Regions from separate parts of the Siniperca chuatsi genome. Here region 2 is linked to region 1. The links are chromatin contacts, called in public Hi-C maps. All regions are on one chromosome and are shown on one strand. Each heading gives the region's core, a stretch centred on a gene start, on an enhancer-like site or on the middle of the called end of the contact. The rest is flanking DNA. Distances are from core to core; before and after follow the strand shown. Region 1 overlaps nt5dc1 (5'-nucleotidase domain-containing protein 1). Region 2 holds the start of ndufaf4 (NADH dehydrogenase [ubiquinone] 1 alpha subcomplex assembly factor 4).

The links. A called contact is a pair of places that touch in the nucleus more often than the background predicts.
Region 2: a Hi-C map of an unstated tissue shows a contact between it and region 1, with 5 times the contacts expected there. The contact joins the promoter of ndufaf4 here to the enhancer-like site in region 1. A contact is called at or near these places in 2 of 3 Hi-C or Micro-C datasets (skeletal muscle and an unstated tissue).

What each region holds. Positions count from the first base shown.
Region 1 is chrLG16:3,187,867-3,190,566 of ASM2008510v1, forward strand. nt5dc1 (5'-nucleotidase domain-containing protein 1) reads left to right here. Exons shown (of 12, transcript XM_044168796.1): 7 at 1,933-2,107. Among protein-coding and RNA genes, the nearest start is that of LOC122862928, 31 kb to the right of the region's middle. Within about 2 kb of position 1,390, the one cell type or tissue checked has an H3K27ac peak away from gene starts, as active enhancers do.
Region 2 is chrLG16:3,271,911-3,274,610 of ASM2008510v1, forward strand. ndufaf4 (NADH dehydrogenase [ubiquinone] 1 alpha subcomplex assembly factor 4) reads left to right here and starts at 1,438. Exons shown (of 3, transcript XM_044168800.1): 1 at 1,438-1,627; 2 at 1,777-1,874; 3 at 2,542-2,700. The coding sequence starts at 1,492.

The DNA of each region.
Region 1 (2,700 bases), core at 140-2,639:
TTCGTAGCTTCTAGAGACACAACAAAATGTTTAAACTACAGTTTAAATTAACTGTGTAAGAATGTTGACCATGCAGACATCGATATATTTTGTAATTTTTAAGCAGAATCCATCCACTCAGGGCCTGTTCAACATATAAACCCAGCATGTAAAAAGCCTTTAGCCATTGTTCACCCTTGGCTCAATCTATAAACATTTAGTTTGTAATGAGAGAAATGGAAGCATGTGTCCTTTGATGTCTCATAAAAAGAAAAAACCTCATTGCTTATTTTAAATTTTACGGGCTTCGGTGAAGAAGCTAATCCATTGTTAATGGTTTATTTCACCCATCTAAAGACTCATCCAAAGCTCCAAAATCAGCAGGAATGTGATAGCTCCAGTCAGTCACAATAGCTCTCCTAGCTACACTAACAGGTAACAGGTGTGTCTTAAAGCTTGGTGACATAGTGGCTCCTTGCAAGGTCAAGCTAGCCACATACATGCTGTAGGGAAGCTACTTTTAAGCTGTAGCTAGTGAACCTACAAGTTACTCCTCACTGGCAGTAGTTAAGCTACAGCAACACTACACTTGTTTGTGTTTTATTGAAAGTACCAAGCCAAAGTGTAAGTAGTACACTTTTGTGCCACCATGAGCTTCAATGCTCCTTGGAATAGATTCTGGAATTCTTCTTGAGGGTTTAACAGAATTCTTCCAAAAGATATTCCCTCATTTGGTGTTTTGATGATGGTGGTAGAGAGTGTTGTCACACATTGGTCCAAAATCTCCCATAGTTCTACAACACCTACATCAGAATGCTGTTTGTTGATTTCAGCTCAGCATTCAGCACAATCCCCTCCATGAAACTGATTGTCAAACTTAGCATTCTGGACTTGAGTAATACACTCTGCAACTAGATATTGGACTTGCTCACAAGCAGATCCCAGACAGTTCCGATTGGCGGTCACACCTCCTCCACTCACTGGAGCCCCCCAGGACTGTGTGCTCAGCCTCCTCCTGTCCACGCTGTACACGCATGACTGCAGCCCCCGACATGGAGAGAACTCTGTTGTGAAGTTTGCAGACGACACTACCATCATCGGCCGGATGACAAACAACAATGAGGATTCATATCAGGAGGAAATCAACAATCTTGCAGAGTGGTGCACAGAGAACAACCTACTGCTCAGTGTCAGCAAAACCAAGGAGCTGATCGTTGATTTTAGGAAAAAGGAGGCAAAGACACATACTCCGGTCTACATCAGTGGAGCAGAGGTGGAGAAGGTTTTAGGTTCCTGGTAATCAGCATCATAGAGAACCTGTCATGGTCATCACACATCTCCACCTTGGTAAAGAAAGCTCAGAAACAGCTGTATTTCTTAAGGAAACTTAAGGCAAACTTCCTGTGCCAAGTTCTTGTTAACTTTGAGAGATTAGCATCCTGACTGGAAACATTACACACAGGCATGGGATGTGCACGGCCCAGGACCGGAGGGGCTCTGCAGCAGGTGATTAAAACTGCCCACAACATCATTGTTACCCGTGTAGTGAGCATCAGTGATATCGGTGAGGTGAGGTGCCTGCGCAGAGCCCAAAGGATACTAAAATACGATACCCACCCCAGCAACAGCCTGCTCACCCTGATACTATCTGGCAACTGTATATATTGGTTTTATTTTTATTCTATTCTAATTTCAAATATTCTAATATTTGTATATATGTTCTGTGTGTGTAGCTTGAAGGGGGCTCCAACTTTAATTTAATTGTGCAGACTTGTTTTGTAGAATGACAAATAAATGTACCTTGAACCTAGTTCAACTGGGTTGAGATCGGTGACTCTGAAGACGACAGCATATGATTAATTTTTATACATGTCACAGACCATGAAAGTCCCATCTGTATTGTGCCTTTAAGATCAAAGCCGGTTGTCTAACTGTGTTTGTGTCTCTATGCAGAGGATGCAGGGACGTACTTCCCCAGTGTGAAGAGGGACCCGGGCCGGTACCTGCAGCCCTGCTCTGACTCCGTCAAGACCTGGCTGCGCAGCATGAAGAACACTGGGAAGGTCCTCCTCCTCATCACCAGCTCCCACAGTGACTACTGCAGGCTAATCTGTGAACACATCCTGGGGTAAGACTGCCCACACGGGGACCACAGACTGGTCCTCTTCTTAACAAGACCAGGACCTGGGGTCTCATTTATAACCGTTGTGTACGCACAAAACAGGGCCTGAAAGAGGCGTACACCACTTCCCACGCAAAAGTTGTGATCTATAAAAACAAACTTGATGGGAAAATGTGCACACCTGTAATTAAACTCTGACCCACCTGTCAAATTTCCACCTTCAAATGATATCCCAGGGTGGGGGATACCACTGATTGACGCGACCATTTTGGCAAGGTGAAATAATCAGTCTGATTGCTGTAAACATATAAATACTGCGGTGACACTCAGGACAATGCGAATGGAAGGATCGGGAGGGAACGAATGTTCAGGGACTATGAAGATTAGCTGGCCGATGATGATGACTGGCTAACATGACAGTAATGTTACATAACTTGCTAACACACAATATACTGTATGTACCTTGTTTTTAGACTGCATGGAGAAATTAAAACTCACCTGTAAGACTTAAAACTCACCTGGAACAAAGCATGAATGCTTATAGTGGGGAACATCAGGGACTGTATGACTTCAGCCTAGTAGTGAGTTCAGCCTCTTGT
Region 2 (2,700 bases), core at 188-2,687, 84 kb after region 1:
CTGCCATCTGCTGGCCATGCAACTTGTCACCTTGTTTTTAATCGTAGACTGCAGAAATGTATGCTTTACACTCGAAAGAAGAACCATCTATTATTACATAGATCTATAATTAGATATCATATATATGTGATTTCCTTTAAAAATTCTTAATGAAATACATCTCCATAGCAATTTTTAATATTGCAAATTACCACAATCAAGTCAATTCAAAGAAATTCAGACAATGAAACAACATTGCAGTCATTGTATTTTAAAGGATAGCTCAATTTAGTACGTTGCTATAATCACCCAATCAAAGTAAAATTCCAATTGATTAAAGTAGGTTATTATTGGAGGTTAGTCAAATGATCATTCGATTTTTCATCATTGACCATATTTCATACCTATGTTTCACACACAAGCATTGTGTTGTGTGTCTCTGAAATCCCAGACATATTGACCTTGATATATAGATTTTAATTTTAGATTTTGAATTTGTATTTTATTTTTATGTATTTTTTCTGCCATGTGCACCAGTTTCCCTTCTTTGGGGGCATTTTGCCTTTATTAGGCAGCTATTGCATAACGTTTGGCAATAAGTAATGTTAATTAAAGCTGTAATAATCATTTTTGGCCAAAGCATGTTAACAAATAGTTGCCTATTCACACATCCAGCAGACAGGGAGCAACTTTAGATGTTGACGTTTTGTGGTGTCATAAACCACTAAGCCACCGGACACTAAGCCCCCCCTGTCACTTTTAATGTTACAATTTCATATATTATCAAATAATCTAAGACCAACCGCACATAGTACTGAGAGATAATAAGTATTAATAGTAATAATAATATAACTATAAGGTGTTACGTCAGAATTATCAGAATCAGTGTCAGCTTTCAGTTTATGTACACACAAAGAATTTGACTTTTTTTGTTGCCCTCAGTGTACTGACACAGAAATAGAAATACAGCTAAAAACAAGGACAATAAAGCTGAACAAAGGTAAATATAAACATTTAGTTATAATTTTACATATAAGTAGGTGAAAAAAGATAAATATATATATCAAAAGTATCTATAAACAATAGAACAACTACATACAATTATGACATAAATTTTGAGATTTACTAAGTCAAACTTAGGAGATAGTTAAGTTTGGACTTTCCCTAATTTCCTAATTTTTATTTGGTAAATCAAAACTTAGGCCTACTATCTCAAAATTATGACGATTCTCATAAATGTGACTAGTTTCCTTATAAATTCCATTGTTGAGGACTTGACTTGATTTTTGACCATGTCTGAAATGTGTTTCCATAATAGATAAATAGATAAGTAGAACCTTTTTTGTAATTGCGTACTTTGAAAATAAAGAAATGAGGAACATTACAATCTTCCAACCACATGGTGTCGCTGTTAATTGCTGTATTCGCCTCTCCATTGTGAAATGAACCTTCTCGCTCACCGTCGACAGTTTGACTAAACTTTATTGTTAGGTCTTTGGTAATTTGTTAAACATGGGGGCACGGGTTGCGCGTATGTTCAGAAATTTCAACCTAGAAAACCGGGTACACCGAGAAATCTCTAAGGAAAAACCGCTAGCGGCACCCCGACACGCGGTTATCCTCCCGCCCTCCGCCGGAAGTTCTGAAGGTGAGCGTCTGAAATGTTCGCTAATTTGTGCAAGTTAACTGTCTCCTGACCAGACTGACCTCAGCCTCACACGTATCGTTAACCATTTAAGCTTTCCAATTAAACCTCTGGAACAGTGTCCCTGTTGACGAGCATGTTGTGTGTTTCAGTAGTGGAGACAGCGGACTCAGTCAACCAGAAGAACGACCCTCTGCTGAAGCGCCTCGAGTCTGTGTATGTGGAGTCGAAAGATCCAGCAGCAGCAGAGGTCAGACTGGGACACTGACTGTCAATTTGTATGAATGGCTCTAATGATACATGGTGCTTTATTTGATTTCATTCGAGAGTATTCGCATTATAAGGCTATTTGATTATTAGGCTACAGTGACATTATGGACACTCTGTCATCTCTAGCTTTTTGTCTCCCCCCCTTTCCCATAGCAGAGTGAAACAGGACCTCACTGAGGCAATAGCTGCTAAATGTTCATCAGCTAGTTACTAACTTTGTCTGCTGTTTGGTACAGAACAGGTAGTATACAGTCGGTTTATCAGAGCTTTTTTTAGCTGAAAACAGCTGCCTACCTCTGATAGAAACAAGGCTGATGAGAGCAGTGAGACTGAACCAGAACAGTAAAGTTGCGGGACAGAAAACTAAAACAAAGAGCTGAAAGAAGCTAATATTTCTCTGTGGGTTTGTTCACTCCTTTATTAAATCTGGCCTCATATTGTTGCTAGAAGAAAGAACATGAGTCATTAAGGAACCACAAATATCCACAGCGAATTTAATGGATATTCAGCCAATAGTTTTTCAGATTACATAAAACAAAGTGTTGGTTACAGGGAAATCTCTTCACAGTCACGTGTGTATGTTGCCTAACAACAGTAGGGGTTTTAAATATTTTAGACTCCTTTCCTTCTGCTTAATCTTCCCACAGGCATTGAAGGAAGTGACAGTGGGTAAAGAAGCGGAGCGGCGGCCGCTGAGGTTCAGTTTACCAGGAGACCCGTATGGCTTGGTGGAGCTCACAGATGTTCCGAAAGGCAAACTGACCATCGCTGAGGCTCTGAAGGCCCTGAGCAGCCACCAGCGTATG